Linked DNA regions of Mus musculus: region 1 is linked to region 2. Evidence: chromatin contacts called from public promoter capture Hi-C data. All regions are on one chromosome and are shown on one strand. Each heading gives the region's core, a stretch centred on a gene start, on an enhancer-like site or on the middle of the called end of the contact. The rest is flanking DNA. Distances are from core to core; before and after follow the strand shown. Region 1 holds the start of Osbp2 (oxysterol binding protein 2). Region 2 holds the start of Pold2 (polymerase (DNA directed), delta 2, regulatory subunit).

Region 1 (3,593 bases), core at 716-3,215, 2.0 Mb after region 2:
TCTCGCGCAGCCTAGCCCCTCTTCTCTTCCAGGTTTCCAAAGTGCCTTTCCAGGCTAGAACCCAGACCTGTGATCTGCTAGCCGGACACAACATATAAGGTCATGTTTAAATTGACTCCTGAGTTCTTTGGATAAAACATGTTAACACAGTAGTCCTGAATGACTCTTTGCTTCTGACTATGACAAGATCTTCCAGATAAGTTCATCTATTCTTTCCTCCTTTTATTTATTTATTTTTTAAATGTGCATGGCTGTTTTGCCTTCCCATAGATGCCCATACACCACATTTGTGCCTGTAGAGGCCATAAAAGGGCATTGGCTCCCTGGGACTGGAGTTGTAGATGGTGTGAGCTGCAGTGTGAGTTCTGGGACCTGAATCCCAGGTCCTTAGCAAGACTGGCCATCGCTCCTGCTCCGGGTGGCTCTGTCTATCTTGTGCATTTCCTGCTCCAGACTTGGAGTTGACATTTCTTTGGGAAAGATCAGAGATTTTAAAGTTTTTCTTTTTTTTTGTCCAGAATATTAAGAGTGAAAGCTCTGGGCCAGGTATAATGGCTCACGTCTGTAATCCCAGAACTCTGGTTCTAAGAAACAAACATTTCCAGATGGAGACCAGCCTGGACTACATATAAAGACTCTGTTTCAACACACTTTATTTTAAAAGATTTATTTATTTTATCTTATGTTTATGAGTATACTGTAGCTATACAGATGATTGTGAGCCTTCATGTGGTTTCTGTTCTGGGAATTGAATTCAGGACCTCTGTTCACTCAGGCACAAAGATTTATTTATTGTTATATGTAAGTACACTCTAGCTGTCTTCAGACACACCAGAGGAGGGCATCAGATCTCACTACAGATGGTTGTGAGCCACCATATGGTTGCTGGGAATTGAACTCAGGACCTTTGGAAGAGCAGTCAGTGCTCTTACCCACTGAGCCATCTCACCTCCTTCCCCCCCCCCCCCACTTTAAAAATGAAAATAAATTTCCCTTGTTTCTAGAAGCTTTGGTTTCTCTAGGATAAAGGGCATTCCTTGTGGTGGGGTGTGGGGCAGCTGTTCTGTGTCCTGCCCTCCTCTTGACAAAACACTGAGCTATTAGCTATTTGCCAGACAAGCTGTTCTCCCTGGTTTGGGTCTTTGTACACAGCGGTTTCTCCTTGAAGGTCTTTCTTGTTTCTCTAACTCTGTAGACCTTGTCTCTTCTGTGACTCTTGCCCAAATTTGGTAGAACTAATGACAGGCCTGTCATCTTAGGTAGCTTGGCAATTTGTTTCAGGAGTCGAAACATCTCGTTAAGAATTTATTAGTTAGCTTCCTTCCCTGAGGGCTGCACACACATCTGACACGTGCATGCACAGTGGCTGCTTCCCAAGCTTGTCAACCTTGCTCTCATCTCCTGCTCTGGTCGCTGACAAAATGTACCACAGAACTCTCTAGTTAATAACTCAATGATGCTCTCGGAGCATCTACTCTGCCAAATGTGCCTCATATGCACCATCTTATTACAGCCTTTGAAGGAGGTATTATCTTCATTGTATAGATGAGCCAACAGAAGTTTGTGGAGTGGCTACAGTTCCCACAACTAGGGAGAGGGCCTAGGCTGGATTTCCTCAGGTCGGACTCCCAGGGTTTGAGATTTGCTGTCCACGACCCACCCATTGCTCAGAGTTGCGTGGCGAGCGCACCGCGTGGCTTTCATTCACCATTGTTCTCCCAGCGCCTGGCACAGGAGGGACAGCAGCCTGAAGCGTGAAGTGCCTTCCACGTCGTCTGCCTAACTCTTGGCCCACGGGGTTCCTTCCACCTTAGCCAGAGCGGCGGAGGGACCCACGCGCACCCGATCTCTGTCGCTCACGTGAGGGCTCCACCCATCCCGTCCACTCCTCCACCAACCCCGCCCGGCTCCGCCCCGCCACTCCCTCCGAACAGGCCCCACCCACTCCCGCCCCGCCCCGCCCCCACTCCGCGCTCCGCCGAGCTCGGGTCCACAGCTCTATGGGGAAAGCGGCCGCTCTGAGCCGAGGCGGCGGCTGCGCTGGCCGCTCCCGCGGGCTCTCGTCGCTGTTCACGGTTGTGCCCTGCTTGTCCTGCCACACGGCGGCGCCGGGCATGAACTCATCCGCGTTCGGCTCAGGACCAGCGTCAAAGCCTCAGCTCCAGCCTGTGCAGGCACCAGAGCGGGAGTTGCTGTCGAAACAGGTGTGCCAGCCAATTTCTGAGCCGGCGTCGAGATCCGAACCTGGGTCCCAGACGACGTCTGTGCCAAGGCCTTCAGGGGTTGGGCAGGAATCGGAACTACAGGGCTTGTGGCCGGGGTCAGAGAACGGCACAAGGTCTGTGTCCATCATCAAAGCTTCGCCAGAGCTGGCAATGCCGTCCCCGCTGCAGTCAACAGTAGGGAGTTTGCCCGTCACCAAACCCGAGTCCAAGCTGGTGCCAAAGACCCAGTCTTTTCTGCGACAAGGACAGGCGAAGATTTCTGTCGGGACTCCGGTGTCAGGGATTGGTGTCCAAATGGTCTCACCACCTCTGGACAGCTACAAGGGTTGGCTCCTCAAGTGGACTAACTACCTGAAGGGCTACCAGCGCCGTTGGTTCGTGCTCGGCAATGGCCTGCTGTCCTACTACAGGTACGGAAGTACCGAGGTAGGACATCTGTGGTTGGAGGGTGGTGGTGGCCGGCCTCGACTGTGGGGTGGGTGTCACCATAACCCTTCTGAGATGTTTGCATGAACTTCTGTAGAAGTAATGCCTGTCAACTGCCAAGGGAAGACGTGACCTGTGGACATGGCCTCTGGCAAGCTTGAGTTTAAAAGGATGAGTGGGGAGATGGGTGGAGTAGGTCTTTTGTTCCCCTCCTGTTTTTGGTGGTCATGGAACCAGGGGCTGCGTCTGGTTCACTGTGTTCATGGAGGGAGGCAGCTAGTGAACCCCTCTCTTGGGAAGGACTGTGGGTCCCACCTCCCGTGGTTACTTCATTTGTTTCCTACCTTTGCTGACACCTGCTGGTGGCCAGGCCTTGGGCTGGGACTCGCTGACCCACAGATAGAGCAGACATAGTGTGTACCCCCTGGGACCCCAAGTTGACATTTTGCAGCAGATAATGCTTTCCTGTTCCCTTGCTTATTCCAGAAGTAGCTTGGGTTTCGGAGCTGCAGTAGAGACAGAGCTGGCACGACCTCCTGCTAAAGCTGGACTTCCTTCCCTTTCTCACTAGCTGTTTCCTGGGATTGCAAGCTTTGAGATCTCAGGCCGCTCTAGATGAGAGCTTCTCAAACTAAGTGGGGTTGCTGCAGCAGTGTCTAGGTCTCCCGCTGAATCCCTCCTGAGATAGGCCTGAGGAAAGCACCCGAGGGATGGCTTTTCTAAAAGTTTCCGTGTGAGGACTGTGAGGCTGGTTCAGAGTCAACTCTTCAAGAAGGCCTTCTTCACTGTTAGACAGATTTTCCCACCATGTTGTTGGCCAAAGCTTGGGTTTCCTCCGCTAATAGTACTTCAGGTTCTGCTGAGCCCTTTGGAGACAAGGCGCCTGGTGCAGAGGCTTGCTAAGTGTGGTATGGCTGAGAATATTCGTGCTCCACTGGTTAA
Region 2 (3,284 bases), core at 534-3,033:
GGAGAAAAAATATCTAAAGAACAGAAAAAAAAATACTAAAGCGAACAGATCTTTCCAGGTGTGTGAGCATCATCAAGGTGACCAGCACACCTGTCCTTCCTTGATGTTCCTGTAAGGTGAAATAAACCTTGTTCCCCAAGTCGCCATTAGCCATGTTTATCACAGCAATAGAAACCTGACTAGAACACCTGTAATCCTAGCACTCTGGAGGCAGACATCAGCCCTCGGAGATTAGCTGGAACACATAGCAAGATACCTGGCTCAAAACACAAAGTGGACGTAGGGCCAGGCAGGGATGTAGTTCAGAAGGCAGAGTGTTTGCTTAGCCTGCATGAAGCCCCGGGGCTCACTCTCCAGCACTGCATAAAACTCAGGGTAGTGGCACGTGCCTGTAACCCCAGCACTCCAGAGGTGTAGACAGAAAGATCAGGAGTTTAAGGCCCTGTTGCTACACCATGGAATATATTAGACCCGTCTCAAGGAAAAAGTAGAAATAAAGATATTCTGGGATAAAATTTGATGAGTCCATTTCCTTAGACATTTACTGTAAGGAATCCTAAGGAGAGTCCTGCAGACCAAAGGGAACAGCAACCAAAGAGTAAATGGAGAGCTCCAGTCAAGGGGCTGCACAACAACGAGCTCTGTGTCATTGTAACTTTGGATTTTAATTCTACAAAGTGGTTTCAAATCCATCAAATGGGGTTTGTTCCTGGAACACAAGAACGTTGCAACATAATCAAATATGCAACAGGCTACTTGAGACAGTAGGCAAAAATCCGCACTCAGCCCAGCTTACAAAGGAAAAAATACTCAACAAACTGAAACATTAAAAACAAATGATTTAGCCGGGGGTGGGGGTGCACGCCTTTAATCCCAGCACTTGGGAGGCAGAGGCAGAGGCAGGTGGATTTCTGAGTCCGAGGCCAGTCTGGTCTACAAAGTGAGTTCCAGGACAGCCAGGGCTATACAGAGAAACCCTGTCTCGGGGGGAAAAAAATGATTTAATTCATTATTAAAACAGGAACGAGGGAAACCTTGTCTCAAAAAGCAAAAACAAACAAAAACAGAAACAAGGGGCTGGAGAAAGCTCGGTTGAGAGCTCTTTCAGAATGGCTCACAACCATTTGTAATTCCAGTTCCAGGTGACACGGACGCTCTCTTCTCGCCTCCGAGGAGACTGACCTCACATGCGTGCAGGCAAAACACACCCACACACAAAACAAAACAAAATAAATTCAAAATAAAACAAAAAAACTTAGTAAGCCAGAAGAAACCTACCTTAAGTAATAAGTTTCAGACTGAGTAATTAGGCAATTTTAAAAAGGAGCAATGTTACCACTGAAGTCTGATGCACTTGCAGTCAGGGTGTCTTAGTGTGAATTCTAGCTTTTCTCACTAGCTGGGTCATTTTGCCTGTTTCCCTGCCTGTGAGATGGGAGAAATTGTTCATGCTTCCAAGGGAATCTGAGAAGTCAGGGTGAGAATCACAGCGCAGGATAGAGTGGGAGGGAAGCTTCAGCCACACAGGAGCCACCAGACCCCCAGCGCTCGGGGAGAGCAGCATGAGCCAGGCGCCCAGCCTCACTACGGCCCACGCTACCCAAGGAGTTCACCCGATGAGGCCCAGCCGCAAACACCGCATGCGCACAGGAAACCCAGTGCTAAGTGATGGGTTGTCCCGGGAACCGGAGGCGTGACTCCGCGTTTCCTCGGTCCAGAGGCGGGGCGCACGGGGATTGGCTGGATGAAGCGTGCAGCGATGGGCGGGATGGGGCGGGAGGCGATTGGCTGGATGCGCCGATGGGCGGGACGGGCGCGCAGAGATTGGCGGGATGCGGCGTGGCGCGGTGAGTGTGCTGCTGAGCGGGGTTAACGTGGGTCCTGGGTCAGACTTGGCGGTACCTGGACAGCGGGCCGGGGTCTTGAGGGTGCTTCGAACTGTAACATGGGCCCGAGCTGGGCGTGTCTGCTTCGGGGCAGGTCTCCCGTCGGGTCCGGCCTGGAGCACCGTGTGGGCCGCTGCCACCACCGTGCGTTTTTGGCTTACATCCAGTTTACATGTGCCCATTTGGCAAATTCATAGGGTCCGCTCCCTAAGCCAGAGCTGCGCATTAAAGAAAGCCGAACCAGCTAGGGGAATTTGAACTTTGTAATAGCTGTACCAAAAAAAAAAAAAAAAAAGTAAAATGAAAAAGAAAGCTGTGTTCAAAACTTCCGTTACTACATCCAGCCTGTTGTCGTCTCAACTACGCATGAAGAATATGTTGAGATACTTTATACTAAAGTCCGCTGTGCATCCATCCCCAAGCACATCTTAGTGGGAAGGGGTGCAATACAAGAAAACAAACCTCTGCGCTGCCGGAGCTTAGGCAACAGTTGGAGGAGGCAAAGTAAATGCTTGAGAGATGATAATGATGCAGACAGTTGAAGTAGCAATGCAGTCAATTAGATATGGGAAGGTGAGTTTTAAGGAAAGACTTGAAAGGGAAGAGCCAGTAAGCCTTGGGGAAAAGGAGAGGACCCAGCAGGAGTAGAGAGGCCTCTACTTGGAGCCCCTGCTGTGGAAGGGACACTTGGAAGGAGAAACAGATAGGAGGGGGGAGCTGTTCTTAGAGGCCCAGAGCTGATCTTACAGGTCGTGGTAAGAACTTGGGGTTTTATTTACTGAAAAGCAACCTTTGGGGGGTTTTGAGCAAAACAGGGGCAGCTTTATGCTTTATTTTTTATCACTAATTATATTATGACAGGCTTCTTCAGTGATGCCTGATAGCATCCCTAGAGGTAGCAGAGGTCCCAGGGAGCTGGGCAGAAGCAGATCAATAATTCCATTTGAGGGTATGCAGAATTTGAGACCCTGGTGATTGGGTAGAAATGTGGAGAGGAGGAGGTGATGAACAAGGTTTGGAACGAGCTCCAGGTTGTATCTGACTAGGTTATAGGATGACACCTCCGGACACATGTGTGCACATTGTGGACAGCGTGGTTGGGACACTAGGGGAGCTTTGGGTACAAGAAGGGATTGCAGGAATGCCTTTGTGTGTCTCTGCAGTGATAACTCCTCGGCCTGGACACAGCTGCTTGGACCAAACAAGCCAGGAGTGCCGCCATGTTCTCCGAGCAGGCAGCACAGAGGGCCCACACTCTGCTCGCCCCGCCCTCTGCCAGCAATGCCACCTTTGCCCGGGTACCTGTGGCAACTTACACCAACTCCTCACAGCCCTTCCGACTGGGAGAGCGCAGCTTTAACCGGCAGTACGCCCATATTTATGCCACCCGCCTCATCC

The links. Promoter capture Hi-C pulls out the DNA fragments that hold promoters and counts their contacts.
Region 1: a contact with region 2 is called in a promoter capture Hi-C map of liver, with 2.9 times the contacts expected there. The contact joins the promoter of Osbp2 here to the promoter of Pold2 in region 2. A contact is called at or near these places in 2 of 39 promoter capture datasets (both in liver).

Annotation. Positions count from the first base shown.
Region 1 is chr11:3,862,275-3,865,867 of GRCm38.p6, reverse strand. Osbp2 (oxysterol binding protein 2) reads left to right here and starts at 1,965. Exons shown (of 14, transcript NM_152818.3): 1 at 1,965-2,635. The coding sequence starts at 2,001.
Region 2 is chr11:5,876,755-5,880,038 of GRCm38.p6, reverse strand. It overlaps Pold2 (polymerase (DNA directed), delta 2, regulatory subunit), which reads left to right and starts at 1,783. Exons shown (of 11, transcript NM_008894.2): 1 at 1,783-1,847; 2 at 3,050-3,284. The coding sequence starts at 3,107.